Regions from separate parts of the Zea mays genome. Here regions 2 and 3 are each linked to region 1. The links are chromatin contacts, called in public Hi-C maps. All regions are on one chromosome and are shown on one strand. Each heading gives the region's core, a stretch centred on a gene start, on an enhancer-like site or on the middle of the called end of the contact. The rest is flanking DNA. Distances are from core to core; before and after follow the strand shown. Region 1 holds the start of LOC100273699. Region 2 holds the start of LOC100277770. Region 3 holds the start of LOC100272353.

What was found. Hi-C and Micro-C count contacts between places; a contact is called where the count stands out from the background.
Region 2: a contact with region 1 is called in a Hi-C map of leaf, with 4 times the contacts expected there. The contact joins the promoter of LOC100277770 here to the promoter of LOC100273699 in region 1. A contact is called at or near these places in 2 of 25 Hi-C or Micro-C datasets (bundle sheath and leaf).
Region 3: a Hi-C map of root tip shows a contact between it and region 1, with 3 times the contacts expected there. The contact joins the promoter of LOC100272353 here to the promoter of LOC100273699 in region 1. A contact is called at or near these places in 5 of 25 Hi-C or Micro-C datasets (bundle sheath, ear, leaf and 1 more).

Annotation. Positions count from the first base shown.
Region 1 is chr1:43,346,226-43,350,838 of Zm-B73-REFERENCE-NAM-5.0, reverse strand. It overlaps LOC100273699, which reads right to left and starts at 1,824. Exons shown (of 2, transcript NM_001148111.1): 1 at 392-1,824; 2 at 1-172. The coding sequence starts at 1,719. The coding sequence ends at 409. LOC100278941 reads right to left here. Exons shown (of 9, transcript NM_001367126.1): 6 at 4,062-4,141; 7 at 3,875-3,966; 8 at 3,702-3,762; 9 at 3,110-3,530. The coding sequence ends at 3,471.
Region 2 is chr1:43,513,059-43,517,904 of Zm-B73-REFERENCE-NAM-5.0, reverse strand. LOC100277770 reads right to left here and starts at 2,474. Exons shown (of 1, transcript NM_001364102.1): 1 at 1,936-2,474. The coding sequence starts at 2,382. The coding sequence ends at 2,209.
Region 3 is chr1:43,532,249-43,537,049 of Zm-B73-REFERENCE-NAM-5.0, reverse strand. It overlaps LOC100272353, which reads left to right and starts at 2,169. Exons shown (of 5, transcript NM_001146836.2): 1 at 2,169-2,605; 2 at 2,953-3,082; 3 at 3,175-3,645; 4 at 3,728-3,911; 5 at 4,602-4,801. The coding sequence starts at 2,433. The coding sequence ends at 4,774.

The DNA.
Region 1 (4,613 bases), core at 575-3,074:
GGCAGCAATGTTTTCCACAGAACAGTTCTCCAGCAGAAATAAATAATACAACAGCTGGTGTTCAAAAATACATGTGATTAACTAGATAGCGAAGTCTTCATTCATGCCAATTTGGTCCTTGAAAATACTGAGCGGAGGAGGGCATTATCTTGGCTAGGGAAATTACTGATATCTGCATGTACAAACACAATATCAGGTATAATGACAGTCTTGGTTAACTGATACATTTGACTGAACAATCTGGATCTCTGTGTTGCTAATTCACTCATGAGGAAAGGTGCCTAAGTGTTGTGTTGTGCTGTGTACTTGGTGAAATGCACTAATAACCATATCAAGCCGAGCGTGGGCAGCAATGAACAAAGTGACGCGAACAAGACCAAAGATCTCGTACCTAGCATTGGAGAGTTCTCAAATCCAATCCTGCTCCTGCAACTTAAGAGGCAGGTAGACCTCAGTGAGGTACTGGAACCCGAAGGAACTGAGGGCCTGTATCTCAGCCTTTTGCTTGGTGCGAAGCATCGTCTCCAGCTCCTTCACCCAGCCCTCATTCTGCTTCACGAAGTCCTCCTCGAGCAGCTCTTTCCCCACCTTGATATCGTGATCGGTCATGGGGAGACGGCACTGCTCCGGCACTCTGTACTTGTCCAGGTCGCTCGGCCGGACACCGAGCCACTTGATGTCCGGCGTCGTCAGATTGGCACTGTCATACGACATGTTCTTGGAACCACACATGTACACCGACAAGATCTTGAGCCCGTATGGATCGGAATCCACCAGCGCGAGCACTGGCAGCTTCAGCTCAACCTTGAGCCTCCGCAGGAACAGCCGGGTGGCGACATCTGGCTGCCCCTTGGCCGTCAGAATGATGCAGGGGAAGCGGTTGTAGAACCTGTCCTCGGCGAGTCGCATGAATGCAGCGTCCTTCTCCACCAGGAGGATGAAGAGCGCGTCGCTCTCGATGCCCGAGACCCTGTCGACGTTGGGCGGAATGGCCTTGCCGCCGACGCCCATGCGCGTGCAGTCGATCCGGTCCCCGTCGTCGGCGAAGACGAGGCGGCCGACGACGACGCCCTTCTCGGAGGCGACGACGTGGAGCGAGGACCTGGTGCATCCGAGCATGCAGGAGACGTCGTCGAGGACGGCGTCAGACTGGGTCTGGTCGCCGAAGAGCTTGACGTCGGTGTAGAAGAGGTCACGCTTGGTGACGTGGATGCCCCTGCCGAGGACGGCGTGGACGAGGGAGAGGACTCGCGCCGTGATGGTGGCCTTGCGCGCGGTGGCGACGTTGGCGAAGGGGCGCGCGGACTCGCGGCGGACGAGCACGATGCGGTCGAGGTCCGGGAGGTAGACCTGGTTGGAGGCGGCGCGCGAGGGCACCGCGAAGGAGAAGCCCCGGCCGGAGAGGATGCTGCGCGCGGCGGCAAGGACGAGGCGGTTGATGCGGGAGGTGACGGAGGTGGAGTCCTGGTCGGCCACCACGATGTACGAGGAGGCGGGGTCCGCGCACGGGTCGTGGTCCGCGAGGGACCTGGCGGCGGCCTTGGATTTGGAAGCGGAGGCAGAAGCGAGGGAGCGGAGGGTGGCCAGGATGGAGGCGTCGGGGCGGAGCTTCGAGCGGAGGGACTCGGCGTACGACGCGGCCGAGGAAGCACGCGGCTTCTTGGAGCTGGATGCGGCGCCGGCCGCGCTCGCACCGGCGCGGCGCTTTTTCTCCGACATGGGGAGGAGCGAGAGATCGGAAGGCGGCGGAGGGAAATACGGGGTTCTGGGGCGCAGATGACGGCGTCGGCGGCGGGGCTTAGCTCGAGCGCGGCTGCGATTTGGTCTGGTGGTGACTGGTGAGGAGTGTGGAGGACCGACTGACCGAGTACCGGAGGAGGGCTGTGCCGCGCGCGGCGTCTCGGCTGGGCTAAGCTAATGGGCCGAATAGCTTATGGGCTCAAGGCCGCAATGACACAAAACTATAGATGAGCAAACTAGTCATGCTCGGCACGATACGACCTGGGCTCATGCCAAGGCACGACATGACCAGGCCCACGGGTCTATCGGGCCAAGCATGCACAATCATGCGTGGGCACATCCCTTTGAACCATTTTTTCGGGTCAAGCCAGCCCGAAAAGCCCTAGCCAAATAGAGTGTCGAGCTAGCACGAAAACACAATTTGAACAAAAACATGCACAATTTCAACATCCAACACAATTTGAACAAAATATACACAAAATTTGAGTTGTTAATGCAATGTTGTCTCGTTAAAAACCTTTATAGGTAAAACTCATACCTCGTGAGAAACCCTAGAAAGGAAAAAAGTACGACCAACTCAGTTTATAATTCAAATGTTCAAATTTATTACAAGCCAAAGGGTGATATCAAATTAGATCAGAATTCACGACGTAGCCCCCCTTCTCGGCTCCGTACCTCAACGGCCTTGGCGGCACTAGCACGACCACGACGTAGTCGGCCGATGACCTACCAAAGCCCACAAGCAAGCAGCGAAGAGGAGATTAGGGTTAGGGATTGCCGATTGGAGAGGGAGAGCCGAAGAGGGACGTACCTGCCTAGCCGGAGCTCAAAGCCGGAGACAAGGATCTAGTGCACAACGACGCTTGACGAGCCGATAACCGACGACGACGAGATTTGGGTTAGGGATTTCTGGATTAGGGAGGGACCGAGGGAGAGCCAGAGAGGGGCAAGCCGCACAAAAGGAGTGTAGGAGACCCGCCGATGTCGCCGGTGATGAAATTTCGATGGTGGCGACAACAACAGCGAGGCAAAGACGGCGCGACGGGCAGACCACGAACAAACGAATCGAGTGGGGAGAGGAGCAGGAGAAGCCGTGTGGGAGTGGGACACTGGGATGAGACGAGGGGAAGGGGGATGTCGTGTGTGCCTTATGCCCTGCACCCCGACACCGAGGCGGCCCCGTGCCTGCTGTTTTCTGGCGGGCCGGGTCGCGCAGCAAGCACTATGGATAGCCCAAGCATGGCCTCGTTTATTGTGGCGGTCCGGCCCAGGCACGAACCCAGTCGGGCAAAAAAAAGAGCCTCGGGCTACATGCTCATGTATACACACACAGAACATCAACGAGTCTCGCAGAACATCAACAACAACGAGTCTCGTACGTCCTATATATTATTCCTAGCAGATACTCAGAACTTCATCGATTTCTATACAGAACCATACATATGTTATGTACACGCACGAGCTTGTTTGGGAGCAAGAAAAATAAAAGGAATTTGAGGGGCTAAAATCCTCTTGTTACTCAGAATTAAATAGCAAGGGGATTCTAGCCCTTACAATCCTTTCCCCCTTGCTACCAAAACATAAACGTAAGGTTCCCCGTGCGTCGTATGTTACGAAAAAAGAGAGCCCATGCATCCTGAACAGGATCGCTGAAGATTGAGGGCTGATTACAACCTGACTTTTACAACGAGATATAGAGTGACTGTGTGGTCGTGGGGCACACTGATTTTCTAGGAACAGCAAGCTCTCAACACATCCTGCATGTCAGGATCATCTCCGGCTTCTTTGTCCTGTTAAAAGAGATACCAGAAAAGAGAAGTTGCATTCAGTGTGACAGTGTCATAGTATGATAGTATTCTTTTTTCATGGGGAGAACAGAAGGGGTTTGCCCCTATTGATTATATATACGTACTTTATAATCAGAACAAGCGGTACAAAGTTTTCGTAAAAGGGGCACTGACCTTGTGGATGTACAGGATGTTATCGATACCTGGACCTGCAACAATTAACCCCCCTTGATACCTAGAGAAAATGCAATGTATCAATGCTATAAAGACAATTGCAAAAACTCTAACAGCCAACTCGAATTTCGGGTTTACAACAGCAAAAAGGCGAAGCCAGAAGGCAAACATACCATCCGCCTTTTGTCCTGGTGTTCTTCTCGAATGACAATTCCCAGTCCTGCCTGTATCCTTCCCTGTACAACTGTATTATCTTGAGGCCAGCCTATGAAATGATGGAAAGAACCGTTTATGTATACGTTGGGGTTGGGGAACATAAACTACACAGCATGCAAAATTTATGTCCAGTATAAGGGTTACCGCGGGCGTAAAGGTGGAGAACAACCCGAATGCAAATTCAAGAGCGTCATACGATGAGTGAGTAGGGTCAGCATACACTTCTGTAATGTAAATCACCAGATTTGTCATACAGTGGACAGTAGTTCGAGTTTTGCACTAGAAAGTATGAATCAGAAAACACATCGTCACAGATTTACACACTTAAACACCTACCAGGAAATCAAGAGAACAATTATTTTTCACATTTATGCAAAAAAGAAATAAAGAAAAGGATCCAGCTGTGCGTTTTTACTTAGCTTATTTATTATCGGACAGTTCATCACGAAACACCCAAATCACGGCTCTTAAGGCAGCAAAGCGTCATATACTCATATGGTGATTTGGATGTGCCTTATCGCCTAGGTGATACCCTAACTTAAATCAGTACTTGATTTCGTTTCCAAACAAAAAGTAGGACACACGCTTTACCTGCCGAACGTAAATTTCAGTCCCAGGTCTGTGATTACCTTCATGAGTTGTATATATGCTTGCATACGGCCACACCAAGTCATGGTAAAAGCAACATCAACCACT
Region 2 (4,846 bases), core at 1,225-3,724, 170 kb before region 1:
GCGACTTCCACGCCAGATGCCCCTGCGGCCCGCAGCAGCACGGCGCGACGGCACCGGCGGACATTGTTTTATTTTTTTTCTTTTCCTTTTTCCCGGCAGCTCCACTTGGGCAGAGGGTGGATGGAATGGAATGGAACCATGCTTTGCGGGATTCGCGACGACGGCTCTCGCGCGCGCTAGCGCTTCCCGGCGCCCGCTCGATGCCGACCGCCGCCGATCGGCGAAAAGCTCCAACCGCCCCACGAGCCACGAGCGCGAGTGATAAAACCTGTACAGTGTACTATGGATATGCATCGGACCGGTTCCATTTCCACCTTGCCAGCGTAGGTGGGCAGGCATGACGAGCAGGGCCCAAGTGCGTGCTGAGCTTGGCATCGAAACACGACCCGCTGACTTTGGGCCTTTTCCAGTATTCGTTGCAGGCTAGTAAAGAAACAGGACATCCGCTGGAGGCCCATCTAGAGCCTCCCAGACAGCGGTGGGAACATATTTGGGCCTGTATTGCATGCAATCTACCTGAACAGCGAACGCGCCAGACGGGAGATGGACAAGGGACGATCTGACGCAAGCAATGACGAAAGCTAGTGATGATTGGTGAGTGACGTCAAGCAAGAGCAGACCGGTGGATAGTGGTTGGCTGCCTGTTAGTCAAGCCAAAGTCCACGGAAAGTGAAGTGGGCGTTCCGGTTACCCGAAATTTTCGGGTCGGGTAATTCGGGTTTTTAAAATTTCGGGTTTTGAGAATCGATACCCGAAATTATAATGGGTTTTTCACTACCCGAAAATTTGGGTACCCGGAATTTCGGGTTCGGGTTCGGGTATTCCCGAACTACCCGAACTATTGTGTTGGCTTCATAAAAACACATGCACCTTATTAAATTAGTATAAAAATATAGTTTGAATAATGATATACATGGACATATAAAACACAAGCAATCTACAATCACAAGTTATACACACTTACACATAATTATAGATGTACAAATTAATAATTAAGCATGACATTAGTACATGACACATGAAAGTTCGGGTAATTCGGGTATTTCGGGTACCCGATTGTGATACCCGAATTACCCGAAATAATTTCGGGTTTTGCAAGTTGCTACCCGAAATTCCCGAACAAAATTCGGGTTTCGGGTATTTCGGGTTCGGGTATTCCGGATTCGGGTTTCGGGTTACGGGTTTTTTGCCCAGCCCTGTCCGGAAGGCAGGAACGAGCAGGCGTGCCGCTGTGTGCGTGTGAGAGTGTATGTATCTAGAAGATTGCCTTGACGCCCAATCCAGGACCAGGAGCGCGCGTACTCATCTAGAAGTACAGTGCCTGCTAGGAGCCGATGGACCGAGCCGCGGCGCCATCTCGAACAAACGGCCAAGAATGATGCACACCGGAAGATTGTTTGTTATCTTCTCCTAAATAGATACTGCACGATTCGGTTCTTGGCTCAATGTGAAGACCGAAGAATTTCCCGCAACGAGCCAGGACAGGTGTAGGCCCTTTCGTGCGTACGTAATTCGTCTGTTTAAGAGTTGTTTGAATATACTATAGTTAATAGTTAGCTGATTAAAAATTACTGATTAAATTAGCTAGCTAACTAGTAGTTAATTTACTAAAAAGTAGCTAATAGTTGAATCATTATCTAGACTGTTTGAATGTCTAGGTTAATTTTAGCGGTTAACTATATTAGTTCTTATACATCCAAACACCCACTAAACATGACTATTTCCGGAATAGGTTTCGCAATAACAACAAAAAGAGGTATATATATTCCCGGAACGAATTACGGATGCATGCAATCACGATCCGAGGTGGTGAAAGTCTCAAGGATACAATTAACACGCACGAATTAATCCGTTCGTGGGGAGACAAAAAAAAAATATAATAATTACCACGTGAATAGTAACGACAACGAGGAGAGATTCAGCAAAGAGGAGAGAGACGCAAATAGGTGCGGGCGTGCGGCCCCATCGATTTGATCATCCACAATTATTGAGCACAAGTGTTACACAGCACAGTCTTAAATTGCACACCACCCATCCCGCCATCCGAACGCTGACCGCCCCCTACACTAACGTACGATACGCAGCCGGCAGCTAGCCTTGCCAGATAACCAGATTCGAGAAAGCAACAACTACACAAACCATCACGGATTCACGGGGGCTCACCGCTCGCCCCTGCCGTCGTAACTGGGTACGCACGCGCCATGTGCGTCAGTCGGCGCCAGCGGGGGTGGAGCCGGAGCCGCTGTTACCACCACCGTCACTGGCACCGCCGCCGCCGTCGTTGCCGCCGCCGGTGAGGTCCTTTATGATCCGCTTCATGATGTCGCCCCTCTTGGGGTCTGTTTTCCCGTGGGGCTTCTTCCTCTCATCCTGCTTGTCCATGCCGACGACCCACGCAAGCGCAGGAGCGGCGTTGCGCGCGCCTTGAGGCTGGCTGAGAGTGGTCTTTGCGTCGGGTGATGGCGCGAGTGGGATGCCTGCGTAGGTCGGGCGGGGGGCTTCTTTATACTAGTGCTACTACTACTAGTGCCAAATCACAGACGCGCTCAACACAGCCTACTGGTACTGACATTAGTTTTGTGCCTATTGGCAGTAGTAGTAGAAATATTTGGAGAGCCTGGGCACGCACGACTAGTCGTCACACAACAGGGTTAGGGGACAATTAGGGCATGTACAGTGGAGAGACACCAAAACAGTTCTCCAAGCACAGGAGACAACTAAGAGACTCTATTGTACAATGGTGTGTCTATAAACGTAGTCTATTAATAAATACAGAATTAAATGTATTTGTATAGCATCAGATCGATAGAACAGACGACAAATTCGTACAATGGGAAATGAAGCGTCTGTTGCTACTTGGTTTACGAGCCAGAGGCGTCTCTTCACGGAGAGACGGCTCTAAGATTTTTTTGCAAATAACCCCCTTAAACACCTTACGAGCCTCCACATTAAACACCACTGTACATGCCCTTACCAGTTGGTTTTAGGCTTTGTCGGCTCCTTCGCTCAGCCGTGTGAGCATAGCAATAACAATTGACCAAATCGATCTGTAGCCCAACCCTTCAATGCATGCTTGCGATGCCAAAGAGCCCAAAGGAAAGACGTCTAACACACATGATATTTAGGGTCTGTTTAGATGGAGGTAAAGCAAAAATGACTAAGGTCTTGTTTGTTGCTGTTTGATTACAAAGTAACTAGAACGGAATTGCTCCAATTAAGGAATATTCTCCTCAGATCCGGAACCATTCCGCTCCAAAAAATCAACCGGACAAAGCCGCTCCGTTCCCATCCCGCTCTCACAGTCACGCCCCGTTCCGTTCACTCTGCAACCAAACAAAAAACAGAGCCGCTCCATTCCAGATTACCAAACACAGAACAGAGCGGCTCCGTTCCTATAATCAGGGATGGAACGACTCCGTTCTACTTGGCTCCTCAACCTAATTTTGAAGAACTGGAATCTTACTAATAGAATAGACTATTTTTTTAGAACGTGACATTCCATCACTTTCCAAAGTTATGATATAAGTCTATCTCAAATTCATGGGGTGGGAAATAGAAATTGATTATATAGATTTACATGCTATTTTTCCGATGTACAACTTATAGCACACTCTTCTACTTACTTCGCTATAATATAAATGTAGTATATAACTATCTGTCTCATATGATTTAGGATAATATACAAACATTATTATATATATATATGAACTTAATTAGTTTTGTCTAAATTATTATTATTAAAATGAAATTTAATTCCAACGAAACAAACAGGCCTTAAGGGTTTTTTTCTTTTCTTAGGACTAGTTTGGGAACTCCATTTTTCTAAAGGATTTTTATTTTCCTAATGGAAATTAACTATTTTTTCCTTGAGAAAATATAAATCCCTTGGAAAAATTGTGCTCCCAAACTAGCCCTTAATGCTAAAGTTTAAGGGTCCATTTGTTTCCCACTGCTAAACTTTAGCATTTCACTTTTTGCTAAAATTTAACTACTAAAGAAACAAAGATGGTGACTACAAGTGGTGTGCTAAAGTTTAGCACCTGTAAAGCACTTTAGCTCTAACAAATATGCTTAACTATGCTAAAAGTGGTGCCCAACTCCATCTTGTATTGAATACCACTTTTTCTCTCTCTCTCTCGCCATTGGTCGCGTGCTCCACGTGGAACACAAGTGCTAAAGTTTAGCACTTTATTCAAATAGCCCTTAAGTGCTAAAGTTGAGCAAGATTTTAGCACTAGAGAAACAAACATGCCCTAACACATGCCAAAATTTAGCATGTGCTAAAGTTTAGCACTTGAGGTCCAGTAGAAGCACACGACCAATGGTTGGGGAGAGAAAAGGGTATTCAATGTAAAATAGGGTTGGGACCACATTTAGCATAGTTTTGCATCTTTAGTGGAGCTCAAGTGCTAATAGGTGCTAAACTTCACCACAACACTTTTAGCCACCCTGTTTGTTTCTTTAGTAGCTACACTTTAGCAAAAAAAAGTGTAGTGCTAAAGTTTAGTAAGACAAAACAAATGGACCCTAAAGTTTAGTCACTTGGAAGCTAAAGATCCAAACATATAAAACTAAAAGTGACTAAAATAGCAAAAAATATTAATTTAGGCACTGTTTGGATATATTGGGCTCAAGCGGAGTGACTAAAGTTCAGATGCTAAACTTTAGCCGCCCCTGTTTGGATCAACAAACTAAAACAGTTACTATAACAATTAATGTTGACAATAAAGATAAAAAATACCCTCATATATTACTTGGGGAAGAGAGAAACTGAAAGTCGCCTAGAGGGGGGGTGAATAGGCGGAAATTGAAATTTACAAACTTAAGCACACACTACAAGCCGGGG
Region 3 (4,801 bases), core at 920-3,419, 190 kb before region 1:
TTTATTAAATTTTATTTATTATAATTCAATTAATTTTGATATTGGAGATTAGGATACCGAATATACCCAAATGTAATCTAGATATGTGCTCAACCTGGATACATTCTAATATCGAAACCTGAGGAGCAACATACAGATGTTCAGACCATAGAGCGTGGCGTACCATATATATCCTTGTATGTGATGGATTGATAAACAAAAAGGTAAAAAAAAAAAGATTACATGCTCAAGTTACACTGAACATCATGGCCTCTTTGTTTTTCCTTCCCTTATGGTTCTGATAAAAGATTTAGCTTAATGATCTCTACCTCACATTTATGGCTTCCCTTAGACATTGTACACCTTTAGATCATACAAGATGATTCGGAATCGAACCCCGTTTTACGTCGCTCTACTCCATTTTATAGACCAATGGATGAGATAGAGTTACAAGTCGGTAGGACTATCAATCTCGCTCTATAGCGATCCAACAATGCCAATCTTATTTTGGTTGTGGAGTCATACATAGTGTCATGTCTTTGTCAATGCCACAATGTTGATGATGTCTTGCTGCAATGGAAGTCGTACATGTCGTATAAACAAATATATCTCGTTGTTTGGACGAGTACTAGTCTATACCATCTGTTATGGTGTAGTTGATACATGGTGTAGCATTCTGTACTTTATATTACTTGTTAACCTGGCATGCTCAAACATGACTGCATGTTCAATGACGCTTATCGAACAATGACATTGAGCATGTTTGATGCTAGTGTCGTGGCTTTAGTATGCCTATAAGACTGCAACATCGGATATCACATTTAACATGGTGCATGATAGCCTTCTCCAAAGTGCCATTACTATGCTGCCATTAGGAGCCGATTCCGATCACAATGCCATACCTTTGAAGGTCATCTTGTCCTTATGATAGTGGCCAACAATATTCTTTAGTCTTGCTTGTGCTTCTTTAGGAGTTGTTTTATCCTCTCGAAAGACCATAGAGCCAGGGTGGGCTCGGGGGCCTGGCCATTGGGATTATTTGAGGCCAAGACCTTGGAGTTTTTGGGCCCATAGAGGATCCTAGACGATCGAGAGAACTAGGTTTAAAAGCACCCTGGTGTTAAGGAGGATTTGGAGCCCTAAGACGCCTAGGATTTAGGGCGTTCTTATGGATGGCAGTGGCAAGAACAAAGTTATTGCTTCAAGGGGTCGAGATCATGCTCCTTGACAAGGTGGGCCTAGGGGCTAGGATCATGGGTCTGATAGTAGTTAGACCTCTGATAATTTCTGATAGCAGCATGTAGAAGTATGGACTTCCATGGGTACTGACTGAGGTTCCTCTGGGTACGCCGGTGAACCTATATTTCGTGCAATATGCTTGATAAAATGGATTCATCCTGTGACTAGCACTTACGGCGCGTTTCGTCGATGAGGGGTGCTGACAGGTGACATGACAACCAAGTTCGTGGACTAAGCCACTAAGGTACAGCGCAAGGACATGATGAATAAGGTTAGAAAAAACAACACATCATAATAGAGCGGATTCATACCATGATTCCACTATTCTTGGGGCTCCATCTTCAGACCTCATCGGTGTGCTTAGCGCGGGGTCATGGGAACCTGATGGCTGATGGACTGCAGTCGAGCAGTCGGCGCGCAGGATTTCCTAGTCGTCATTCCATTTCCACACGTCGCCACTGAGGACGACGACGTGGGCGGTCAAAAACCACCGCGCCAGGCGCGGCCGGTCACGCACGCACGCAAATCGTATCGTCATCAGCCCTGGCCCAACGGTCACAAACGCCGCAGCAGACCGGCCACCTCTCCCCGTCCCCGTCGCCGTCCAATCCGGCGCCAGCGCCAGCGCCAGCAAAACAACGCGTCGTCGTCGTCGTCGTCGCCTACTCGCCTCGAAGGCTATCGGCCAATTGCCAACCCGCTCGCCGGTGCGCCGAGACCCTGACACGATGGCCCACTGTCGCAGCACAGCGTCCCTATCCTCCGTAGTCCGCACCCGCACCGCACCCATCACCCGAACCGCGTGCGACGCCGGTTATCCGATCGGGTGGGTGCGCGTCCTTGCTGGTCCGTTCAAACTCCCTGCCCCGCCGTTGGATCCGAGCAGGTCCTCCCATCAGCGCCGTCCGTAGCGGAGCAGTGCCAGTGGCCGTGCCGTGCGTCACGCACAAGGCACACGGCCCCCCGCCCGGTCGTGGGCAGAGCACCCGGCGGCAGCGATCGAGGCTTTGCTCCTGCTTCGGCTTCAGCCCCCCCAATTCTTTATAAAAATCCCTCGCCAGCGCTTCCCTCTTTTGACAAATCGGCCGCGGGGGAGAGAGATATATAGAGCCAATTTTTGCCCGATTTGCCTGTCTGCTCGGGACTGAGCCGGTATTCCTCTTCCTCGTCGACGAGAATAAATAAGCTAAGCCAGGGCCCCGGGGAAGAAGAAGATGAGCTCCGCCGGAGGCATGGACGGGTCTCCGCCGGTCGCCGAATTCCAGCCGACGGTGACGCACGGCGGCCGGTTCCTCCGGTACAATATCTTCGGCAACCTGTTCGAGATCACGCGCAAGTACCAGCCTCCCGTCATGCCCATCGGCCGCGGCGCCTACGGGATCGTCTGGTACGTTCTGCATGCTCAGGCTCGAGCCGTGGCTGATTCCTTGCGGACTGCAAAAGATGATTGCCAAGTGTCAGGATTAATTACTAGTTCATAGGGAATAGCAGGATGATGGTCATGGACTGATCTGTTCGGACGTCCATTTTTCCTGGACAGCGCGAATTGCAGCTGCACGCCTGCACCTAGTATTTAGCTAATGGTTCGGTTAATTTAAGCTAGTATCTAGTGCAGTGGTTGGCGAGCTCTAGAATCTCACCTTTTAGGAAAGCATTTTTAGGAAATTGTTACTGGTGGTTGATTATAATTCTGAAAATATCCATCATCATCATCTTCTGCGGGGACGCGCGCAGCTCGGTGATGAACTTCGAGACGAGGGAGATGGTGGCCATCAAGAAGATCGCCAACGCCTTCGACAACCACATGGACGCCAAGCGCACGCTCCGGGAGATCAAGCTGATGCGGCACCTCGACCACGAGAACGTAAGCACACATGGCCGGATTATATTACGCGTACGTACACATTTCCTGGCTTGAACAGTTGGATCCATCCGCTGACGCCGACCGACGAACAGATCATCGGCATCAGGGACGTGATCCCGCCGCCGATCCCGCGGGCTTTCAACGACGTGTACATCGGCATGGAGTTCATGGAGACGGACCTCCACCAGATCATCCGCTCCGGGCAGGAGCTGTCGGAGGAGCACTGCCAGTACTTCCTGTACCAGATCCTGCGCGGGCTCAAGTACATCCACTCCGCCGGCGTGATCCACCGCGACCTCAAGCCCAGCAACCTGCTGCTCAGCGCCAACTGCGACCTCAAGATCTGCGACTTCGGGCTGGCGCGCCCGTCCTCCGACAGCGACATGATGACGGAGTACGTGGTGACGCGGTGGTACCGCGCGCCCGAGCTGCTGCTCAACTCCACCGACTACTCGGCGGCCATCGACGTCTGGTCCGTCGGCTGCATCTTCATGGAGCTCATCGACCGCCGCCCGCTCTTCCCCGGCCGCGACCACATGCACCAGATGCGCCTCATAACCGAGGTACGCGGGTCCTTTCCTTCCTTCCTTCCCTAGCTAGTAGCAAAGTGCCCTGACGCCTGGTGGTTGTCGCCGGCGCTGGCAGGTGATTGGAACGCCGACGGACGACGAGCTCGGCTTCACCCGGAACGAGGACGCGCGGAAGTACATGCGCCACCTCCCGCAATTCCCGCGCCGGCCGTTCGCGAGCCTGTTCCCCCGGGTGCAGCCCCTCGCGCTGGACCTCATCGAGCGCATGCTCACCTTCAACCCGCTGCAGAGGATCACAGGTCAGTCAGTCGGCGGCTCGCAGCGAGCCTACTGCACCTAGCTTGTTTTTTTTCGCACGTGTTCTTTTCTGTTCTCGTGCCGTGTTGACAGTTGACTATTACGATTTAGTAGGAGCAATACGCAGATGCTCCCACTTCTTCGTACATTTTATTAAAAGAAAAACTACACTCTTTGTAATGCTGTCCGCACTGGCCACTCTATATGTTACGCTACATAGCAATAGGGTTCAAAAACAGCTGCAGCGGCGTACTGATGGAGTGATGGTTGAAGCGCTGCTGCTGTTTTGACCCATCCTCGGCTTCGTAGCCTCCTCTACATCGCCTTTGCCGAAGTGACGATGACGGCTATGTGCGTACAAAATAAACATGTCTCAAGATGGAAAAAAAACAGCAAAGGCTATAGATAATCTTGAAGATTAGATTCCTCTACTGGCAGGCAGGCAGCTGTCCAGACCAGCGGAGTTTACTTCAGAGAATCAACCAATCAACCCCCTATTGGTTTCAGATTAGCAGACTTTATTTTTTTTTTTTGGGTTTTTATGGTTCTAGATTACAAGGCTAGCATATATATGATGTGTAGTATGGGCTGCCTGTATAGATATACAGTGACTGTAAGAGTTCACGAATGGCACCATGGCAGGTTTTGTCCTCGCACTTCTCACAGTCACCGGGATCTGTTCTGCCATGCAGTTGCGGAGGCGCTGGCGCACCCGTATCTGGAGCGGCTACACGACGTCGACGACGAGCCCGTCTGCACGGAGCCGTTCTCGTTCGACTTCGAGCGGCAGGCTCTGACAGAAGACCAGATGAAGCAGCTGATATTCAACGAGGCCATCGAGCTGAACCCCAGTTTCCGATATTAGAGATGGATCGGATCCGTGCACGATTCC